2 separate regions of the Mus musculus genome follow, and region 2 is linked to region 1. The links are chromatin contacts, called in public HiChIP or PLAC-seq maps. All regions are on one chromosome and are shown on one strand. Each heading gives the region's core, a stretch centred on a gene start, on an enhancer-like site or on the middle of the called end of the contact. The rest is flanking DNA. Distances are from core to core; before and after follow the strand shown. Region 1 holds the start of Irx1 (Iroquois homeobox 1). Region 2 has its middle 110 kb from the start of Irx1.

What was found. HiChIP or PLAC-seq counts read pairs in DNA pulled down with a chosen protein or histone mark.
Region 2: an H3K27ac HiChIP or PLAC-seq map of embryonic fibroblasts shows a contact between it and region 1, with 2.2 times the contacts expected there. The contact joins the enhancer-like site here to the promoter of Irx1 in region 1. A contact is called at or near these places in 3 of 484 Hi-C or Micro-C datasets (adipose-derived mesenchymal stem cells, embryonic fibroblasts and uterus), 2 of 115 datasets of contacts at active chromatin or transcription factors (the SCID.adh cell line and embryonic fibroblasts) and 1 of 9 other capture datasets (adipose tissue).

The regions. Positions count from the first base shown.
Region 1 is chr13:71,961,631-71,965,473 of GRCm38.p6, reverse strand. It overlaps Irx1 (Iroquois homeobox 1), which reads left to right and starts at 1,751. Exons shown (of 4, transcript NM_010573.2): 1 at 1,751-2,261. The coding sequence starts at 1,986.
Region 2 is chr13:72,075,015-72,078,857 of GRCm38.p6, reverse strand. No RefSeq gene overlaps it. Among named protein-coding and RNA genes, the nearest start is that of Irx1, 110 kb to the right of the region's middle. Within about 2 kb of position 1,842, at least 13 of the 459 cell types and tissues checked have an H3K27ac peak or open chromatin away from gene starts, as enhancers often do. A contact at or near this core is called in embryonic fibroblasts, where this site is marked.

The DNA of each region.
Region 1 (3,843 bases), core at 502-3,001:
CAAGATGACTGAATAGCTGGGAACCAAGAAGAGGTCACAATTAGGAGCTTCAGAAGCTAGAACTCTGGGGGTTCCCTTGGGGTACCCTCCAGACTAAATCCAAGCAGGAAAGCAGGTCCTGACATTCCAAGGGGTGTTGGGGTCATGAAGTAGGCAGGGTCAGATGGAGGAAACAGCCTGATTAAGTGAGAAGATCCAACCCAGAGCAGAGAAAATGAAGATTACCTGATTTTCCCACTAGTAATTAGTAACTACTTTTAAGAGCTGTATTGTGCCTAATTACAGGCAAGGTTTAGTATCTGATTTCAAGACCTATAAGTGAGGACTTCCTGATGTTGCAGGAGACACCAGGCAAGCAAGTGTGCCTTAGCTGGTGTCCAGGGTCCCAATGGCCCTGGACAGCAGCATTCCAGTATGCATGTTGGGGCTCTCTGTCAAACCTGTCACTGTACCCCTTAATTCTCTGAGTCTGAAATTAGACCCTGAAGGTGAAGCTCCACCAGCACCGTGTGATGTGACACACTCAAGCCTCTGCCACATTATAGACAGCAGCAAGAAACGAGGCACTAGGAGTCTCTGGACATTTTGGTTCTGCACTTCCAATACCAATCTAGGGCACCATGAGCAGAAGCATCTTTCTCTGGTCAGCCGCACTGATTGAGAGAGGAGAGAGGAATGAGCATTTCAAGTCTGCCCTGAGAACAGAGCAGCCAGGCCCCTGGCTTTCAAATTGCCTGGTTCTTATTTTCCCAGCGTTTGAGATAGGAATTGGGCGGGGATGGGGGGGGGGGGTGTCGTGGGAGACTCAAAGACAGGGGACTGGCGGCTGTCCTGTCCTGTTGGACTGGCTAGTCGCAGCGCCACCTCAGGTACCTGAGCTCCACTCGTGTTGACTCTCCGCGTCTGCACACCTAGTGGACAAACGCAGGAGCCCAGGCCTTTCAGGCTTCTCCCAAACTGGAAGAGGGTGGTAGATGACTGTGGGCAAGATTTGCCAGTTCTTTTACCTTGCGAAGGTCCTTCCCCTCCTACAATTCTTTCCCCCACCCTCTAGGAGCTCTCCTCCGCTAGGCAGCGACCTCTCAGCTGGCTTGCCCATTTTAAAAGTTTTTATATTTGGAGAAGCTGACAGAGCGCGGCCGGCCACAACCCGATTCTCCAAGTGCAAGGGGGGGGGGGCAGCAATTTCCAGAGTATCTGTTGATACCAAGTGGGGCCAGAGAGACGACGCACCCTGTATCCGAGGTGTCAAGCCACGCGTAGATTTATCTGAACACTTCAGCCAAATATGTCCCATGGAGGTGCTGCAGAGCCAGCCACAGAGGAAAGGCTGTTCGCTATAGACTGTCCCCTGGCCCCAGGCCTCTTTCCCTGCCACCCCAGCTGTAGAAACGCAATCCCCGAGTTGCTTTTGTTAAAAGGGGATGGGGGAACAGATCTCCGTTGCAAAACCGGGTGTCAGACAGCTGTAAACCGGTGTCGACAGGTTGTCAAAAGCCGCGGGGGCTGGTTGGGAAGGAGCCTGCGGCCTCCGGACCCACACCAGCAGACGGGCCGTGCGCGCCCACCGGAGGAGGAGGTGGCCCGGCGGGCGCGGGGCACCACGTGCTCGCCGTGAGGGGCGGGAGCGGCCAGCGAGGGCGGGCTGGAGGCAGGGAGGGGGCGGGAGGGGAGCCAGGGGCGGGGCCTGTGCTCAAGGGGATGCCAATCAAAGCATCAACTTCAAATTGTGTCTGAGAGCCCCGCCGCCGAGCGGAGGGCGGCCGCCGCAGTCGGCGCGCGATCTCGGATACGGGCGCAGCCGGGAGCCGGGCGCCGCCAGCGAGCACTGGGCCGAGGAACAGCGAGCGGCCCCCGCCCCCGGGCCGGCCGGAGCGCGCCCGGCCCGCGGCCCGCAGCCCCCGAGTCGCGCCTCCTCGGATCGCCAGCCGGTCTTCTTGCCCGCGCAGTTAGTGTTGCCCTCCGCCACCACCGAGCCCGCGGACATGTCCTTCCCGCAGCTGGGCTACCCGCAATACCTAAGCGCCGCGGGCCCGGGCGCCTATGGTGGAGAGCGCCCTGGGGTGCTGGCTGCGGCCGCGGCTGCTGCGGCCGCCGCCTCGTCGGGCCGTCCCGGGACTGCGGAGCTGGGAGCGGGCGCGGGAGCGGCCGCGGTCACCTCGGTGCTAGGCATGTATGCCGCGGCGGGACCGTACGCGGGCGCACCCAACTACAGCGCCTTCTTGCCCTATGCCGCGGACCTCAGCCTCTTCTCGCAGATGGTGAGTGCTCCCGCCTCCCGCGCGTCCTCCTGGCCCGCACCCACGGGAGATCACCGCGCCTGGGGACATCGGGAGCGGCTGGCCCAACAGAGAAACAGAGGATCCGCAGGCAGTGTCTGGGAAAGGAACGAGAAGGGTCCTGCAGAGGGAATCCGGTGGCGGAGACCTCTTTCCCTGGGGACTCGGGAGTGCCCAGAGGCCCAGGCAGTGACCACTGTGGTCTTGGGAGGTTGGAGACCGGAGTCGAAAAGCGGGTTGCGCGCTAGTGGAGAGAAGCCTCCAGAGAAGGCCTGAGACCGCGGCAGGCTCTGGAGGTCCCGGGCAAAACCGCCAGGCTCCTCCAGTGCGACAGGGCAGGCCCGCCGGGCCCCCTCAGCCAGGGCCGCTTTACTAACACTGCCCTAACCTGGCGGCCGGCCTCGCCTGAGCGCCGCAAGAGCTTTCCCTTGGGCCCAGAAGACCTTCCTTCTCCCTCTTTGGCAGAGCAGAGATAGTTGCCCTAGACTTTGCCAAAAGGAACCGGTTAAACCTAGCGGAGTCGATCAAAAACATCCCAACAAACAATAGACATCAGCAGAGCAGAGAGGTCTCTTAATGGAGTGTGTAGGGACCATAGGAATCGGGGCTAAGAAATACTAAGTTGACATAAATTCTGGCTTCCGAAACGGTGTTTGCCTTTACTTTCGTAAGTTGCCAAACTTTTCATTTGAGCCGAAAGAAAAGCACTTTTCTTCCCGTGTTACATAAGGGAGAGTTAAAGGAACAGTGTCCCAGAGCTTAAAATAAATGGTGCTCTCCGATCTCCTGTCCCAGTGGGTGTCAGATGGGGGTGTGTGTTTAAATTTAATTCTCCACAGGAGTATTGGCCTGTCTGTCCTTCCGAATGATCACTTTTCCTTGGTTTAACGGAAAGGTCGGGCTGCTTAAACTTGAGGCCGCTAGCAAATTGCGAGGCGGGCACTGGTTTTTGGAAGGCAGCCCCCTGCTGCCCTGCTATCTTCTGGATAGAGCAATTTCCAAGAACCCTGAATTATCCAGTCTCTGGCAAAACAGACCAGACCAGACTCCTTTAAAAGGTTGGCCTCCAACTGTGCAGAAGCAAAGCGGCTAGCGCGATTTTCCGAACTTTTCTTGTAGTTTAGAAAGAAAGCCTATTTCTCAGTGGTCCGGCCAGCCAGTTGCCTTTCGGATGCTTCCCAACCAGGAAGATCAACCCCCATTTTGTTCGGACAGCCAATATGCCCCGGGAGCGATGAGAGATTTACAAGGTGCCCTTTCAAAAACAATTCCCAGCAGAGACGAGGCCGAATTTCTACTTTACGATTACAACTAAAATAATCTTGAAAAACGAAATGTACATTTTACAATGGCGAGGCACAAACGAATTCGGGCCAAAGAAGCCTCTTAGGCGCGGCCTCGATCGCTAAACTAATTAGCCAAAGAAATAAGCTTTTAGTAACTTTTTTAGGGTTCCGACTTCTTTTTTTTTTTTTTTTTTTTTTTTTTTTGCTAACCTGGTAACTGTATCCTTTTAAAAATTGAAGATGGAGGGTGATTTAGTTATTATTTTCGCGAGGATTTT
Region 2 (3,843 bases), core at 593-3,092, 110 kb before region 1:
TCAAGCAGAGGATTTATAGACAGAAGGTGCCTGACTAATTTTTCTGTGGGTGTTAGAATATTGATAATGATCGGGGACTTCCCAGGCTCATACACAGTACGTGAAGTTCAAATTAATAATGGTTATAAATCGGAGTGGTAAGTGCCTTTCCAATTACAGTGCCCAGAGCAAAGACCTCAGAAAATAAGGCTACAGACATGAACCAAGGCATGCAGAGTCTGTGCCTGATGCATTCTTGTTCTTAGCCAAGACACAATAAAGAAAAGCTAATAGAGTGAGGCTCACTGGAAAGAAAGCAGCTGGCCCCATATAGGGAAGAAGAAAAAGAAAGATCACCTACAAAATGATGACAGAGGCCTTTCTTCTACCAACCAGAATCACAGGAGATAACCTTCGGCAGGGCATATTGGTTCAACTAGAAGCACGGTGTGCTTCCTCCATGACCTCGGTGACCTTGTGAAGTTACAGTACCCTGTAGTAAGACCAGGTTTTGTGAATGAGTGACAGCATGCTTTCATAGGCATCTGCAGAGCAGATTACCCACAGAATTTAGGAAACATAACACATTGTTCTCATGCAGAAGAAGGGCAATATCAATACCTGAGTGCTATCAGAGACCAAATATGGCAGAATACCTGCTAGCACTGGACCAGTACAAGGACTAGAGAGAGAAACAGAGAGGGGGAAGAAAGAAAGAAGCTATTGTCTGGGGTATGAGTTGCTGAGACACCCTTAAGAACAGAAATATTGATGAATGAACCGCGGGGGAGGGGAAGTATCATAGCTTTCCATGTGGGAGGAGATGTATTTGTGGTACTTAAGACCTCTTTTCTAGTGAGAGAGGAAGGTATCTCTGTGGGTGTTAGAACCACTTCTCTAGGTAAGATCCCAACGTGACTACACGCCTGAGACTCAAGTGGAGACAGACATGGCAGAATGGACCTGAGCAGGATCCCCGAGAAGGAAGGGAGCATACAGGCTTCCAGGTTTCAGTAACTGCTTGCAAGCATCAACACCCACACTTAGCTTTTCCCTGTATCCAGGAACCTTCCTTGAAGTAAGGAATGCTGCCCTTTGCTTAGGCTCCATGGTCCTGCCACTGCCCACCAGCAGACACTACTTGGCCTACCAACAAGCCTGGGCAGCCTCCTTCTCTCTTCCTGGACATCTCTCTGTGGTACTTTCCGGATGGGGGTAGGGTGAGGCAGCCACTCAACTGTGAAGCTTTATGACTTTACAACCTTGAGAAAACAAGCACCAAGCACAGCTCTTGGCCTCTACCCTCCATGCTGTACTTCTGACTAGTGGGCGAGGTCTCTCATGACATTCCATCAATACTTGATTTTTTTCGGTACAGCCCACCATGGGATGCAACAGCAGCCAGACACCCTGGCATGAGTCAGATGGTAACATAAGCATGCAGACCACAGGCTGTGTGTCTGTCTCACTTCATCCTGAATTTGCCTAACCAGAAACAAATGATTGTCGATAAATATCTGGTGAGTAATATTTAAATAAAGATAGGACACTGGGGTAATGTTCTTGAAGAAGATTGTGGAAGCCCGGCTTTGCCTACCTCTGTCTCTGTTCCATCTTCTTCTGCCACTCTCCCTTGATGTATTGTTTCTCCGCTGCCTAAAACCAATAAGACTTTAGTCCTAGAAACTGTGGCCAAAGGAAACCCTTGCTCCTTGTCTTTGTCTTTAGTTAGACTCTGCCATTAGGATGGAGAGCTGACTCACGCAATGGATGTTTTTTGGAAACTGCTAGGGTGTGGAGGTCACCTTCCGGTTTCACACATGTGCTGTCCACTATAGTAGGGACCTGCAGGAACCACATCTTCCCATGGGCTACTTCCCATGAGTAAGTAACAGGGCATGACCTCACAGAGCTCAAGGCTCTGAAAAAGGTGGTGGGTAAACCAGAAGCAACACTTAAGGCAACACTTCCTTATCACTGCCAGGAAGAGTCCGGGAAAATCCTAACCAGTTCCGTGATATTGTCTCTCCAGGCAGCTGCTCTGTGGTTGGCAACTCAGAACAGTAAAAACACAGCCAACACAACCTTATCAGGAAGGTTCCAAAACAACCCAGCCATAGTTTGTTTGTGGGCTTCAGGAAGGTTCCAAAACAATTCAGCCATAGTTTGTGGGCTTCATCTCAGCCTGTCAGATTTTACAGTGCGACTCATAACCCAGCAAGAATCCCTGGTGTGAAATTCTGTCCATGCCAAAGTCTGTGCTCTATTCTGATGGGGGCCATAACTGATTACTTGGTGCTTGCTGGCTTGCCTTAGAGATTCCAGTAAGTCATAAAAAACTTCCTAGCTATGATGTCACTTTGGGGGGGGGGGCTGATCTGAGGCTGCCACTCAATGAGAGAAGAATGGGGTTGTTAGGACTCATCCCCAAAACAGCCTCGCCCAATTTCCATGCAAGTATAGCTTCCTTCTTCATTGAACATGTAACAACTGCTTCCTCACCTGGACAGGGGCAGCCAATAGAGTGAACTTTTCTACCACCAACCCAGAATGAAAATCACAGCAAAGTATCCACAACTTCCAAGCTTGGACTCGCTGCCATCACAAGCTTTGCACGTGGCCCCAGGTCACTCCAGGGAGCAGTGGAAGAACCAGCCAGCCCCTGCATCTGGCGGATATGCACGAGTACAGTGGGGTAGAATGAGTTATTTAAAGCTGCTGCCCTGGATATCCAATTCCTGCAGCTCCTTTTGAGTGACAGACAAGTCCCAATATCCCTTTGATTTTTGCAAGATAACTGAAGTTTCTTCACTTTTTGGTAAAAAGAAAAACCTTTTGTTGGCACTCTGGGAAATACTTCCACACGGCATTGGCAGCTGAGAGCCAAGCATCCGTCCTTTCTACTCGCCTTCTGTGGAATAGTAACACTTTATCCTGCATCTGAGAGATCCCTGGTGGACCAAAAGTGGAGAAGAAATTAAAAATGAAGAAAAAAACATTTTTCACTTTCCCGTCAAGAGAATAAGAATTCTGAGACAGTGGATACAATCCTCTCATTTCACCTTCAGATAAATTTTTCATTTCAAGCAAAACCATCTTCCTTTGAAAGAGTTGTTATGCAGACACACACCAGAATCACTCGAAAGAGATGTTTTGCCTCACTGTAATGTGAGATATTCAATGTATGCTGACAACTGTCAACAAAGGGGACTTGCTCTGTTTACTATTTGTATGTGGAGCTCAGAGAGGTTGATGTCAGATGGTTTCCTCAATTCCTTTGTGTTCTTTCTTTCTTTGTATAGCTTAAAGCAGGGTCACACAGAATCCAGAGCTAAATGGTTGTCTAGAAAGGTTAGTCATCAAGTTTCAGGAACTCATTTATCTTTACCAGCCCAGTGCTGAAATTACAGACATGCTAGAGATTCTGACCCAGGTCATCAAGCACTTTACCCATCGACACACTTGCTCATCCCTCTCTCTGAGCCTCTTTACATGGGTTTGGATACCTGTGTCTTATTGCTATCTACTGAGCCATTCCAAAACAACATTTTCACACCTTCCTCTGGATACCTTAAAATGTTGGACAGACAAGGCATCACTCTTGAATCAGGAGACACGGAGCAGGTAGAAGCTAAGAATTCTGTAATGTCAAGACATAGAATCAGCCAGCTCTAGTATCAGCATTTCATGGATCAGGGGTCAGAAGTCCTGAATTAAGTGACCACTGAAGTATGTGACACAGCTTGATTCAAGCCATAGTTTCTAAGCCACCATGTACACCAAGATATATGATAAATGTGTGTTTACACAGTTATGCTGTCCTTTACTCACACAAGACCTCTTTGCAAGGCCGAGTCTTTAATT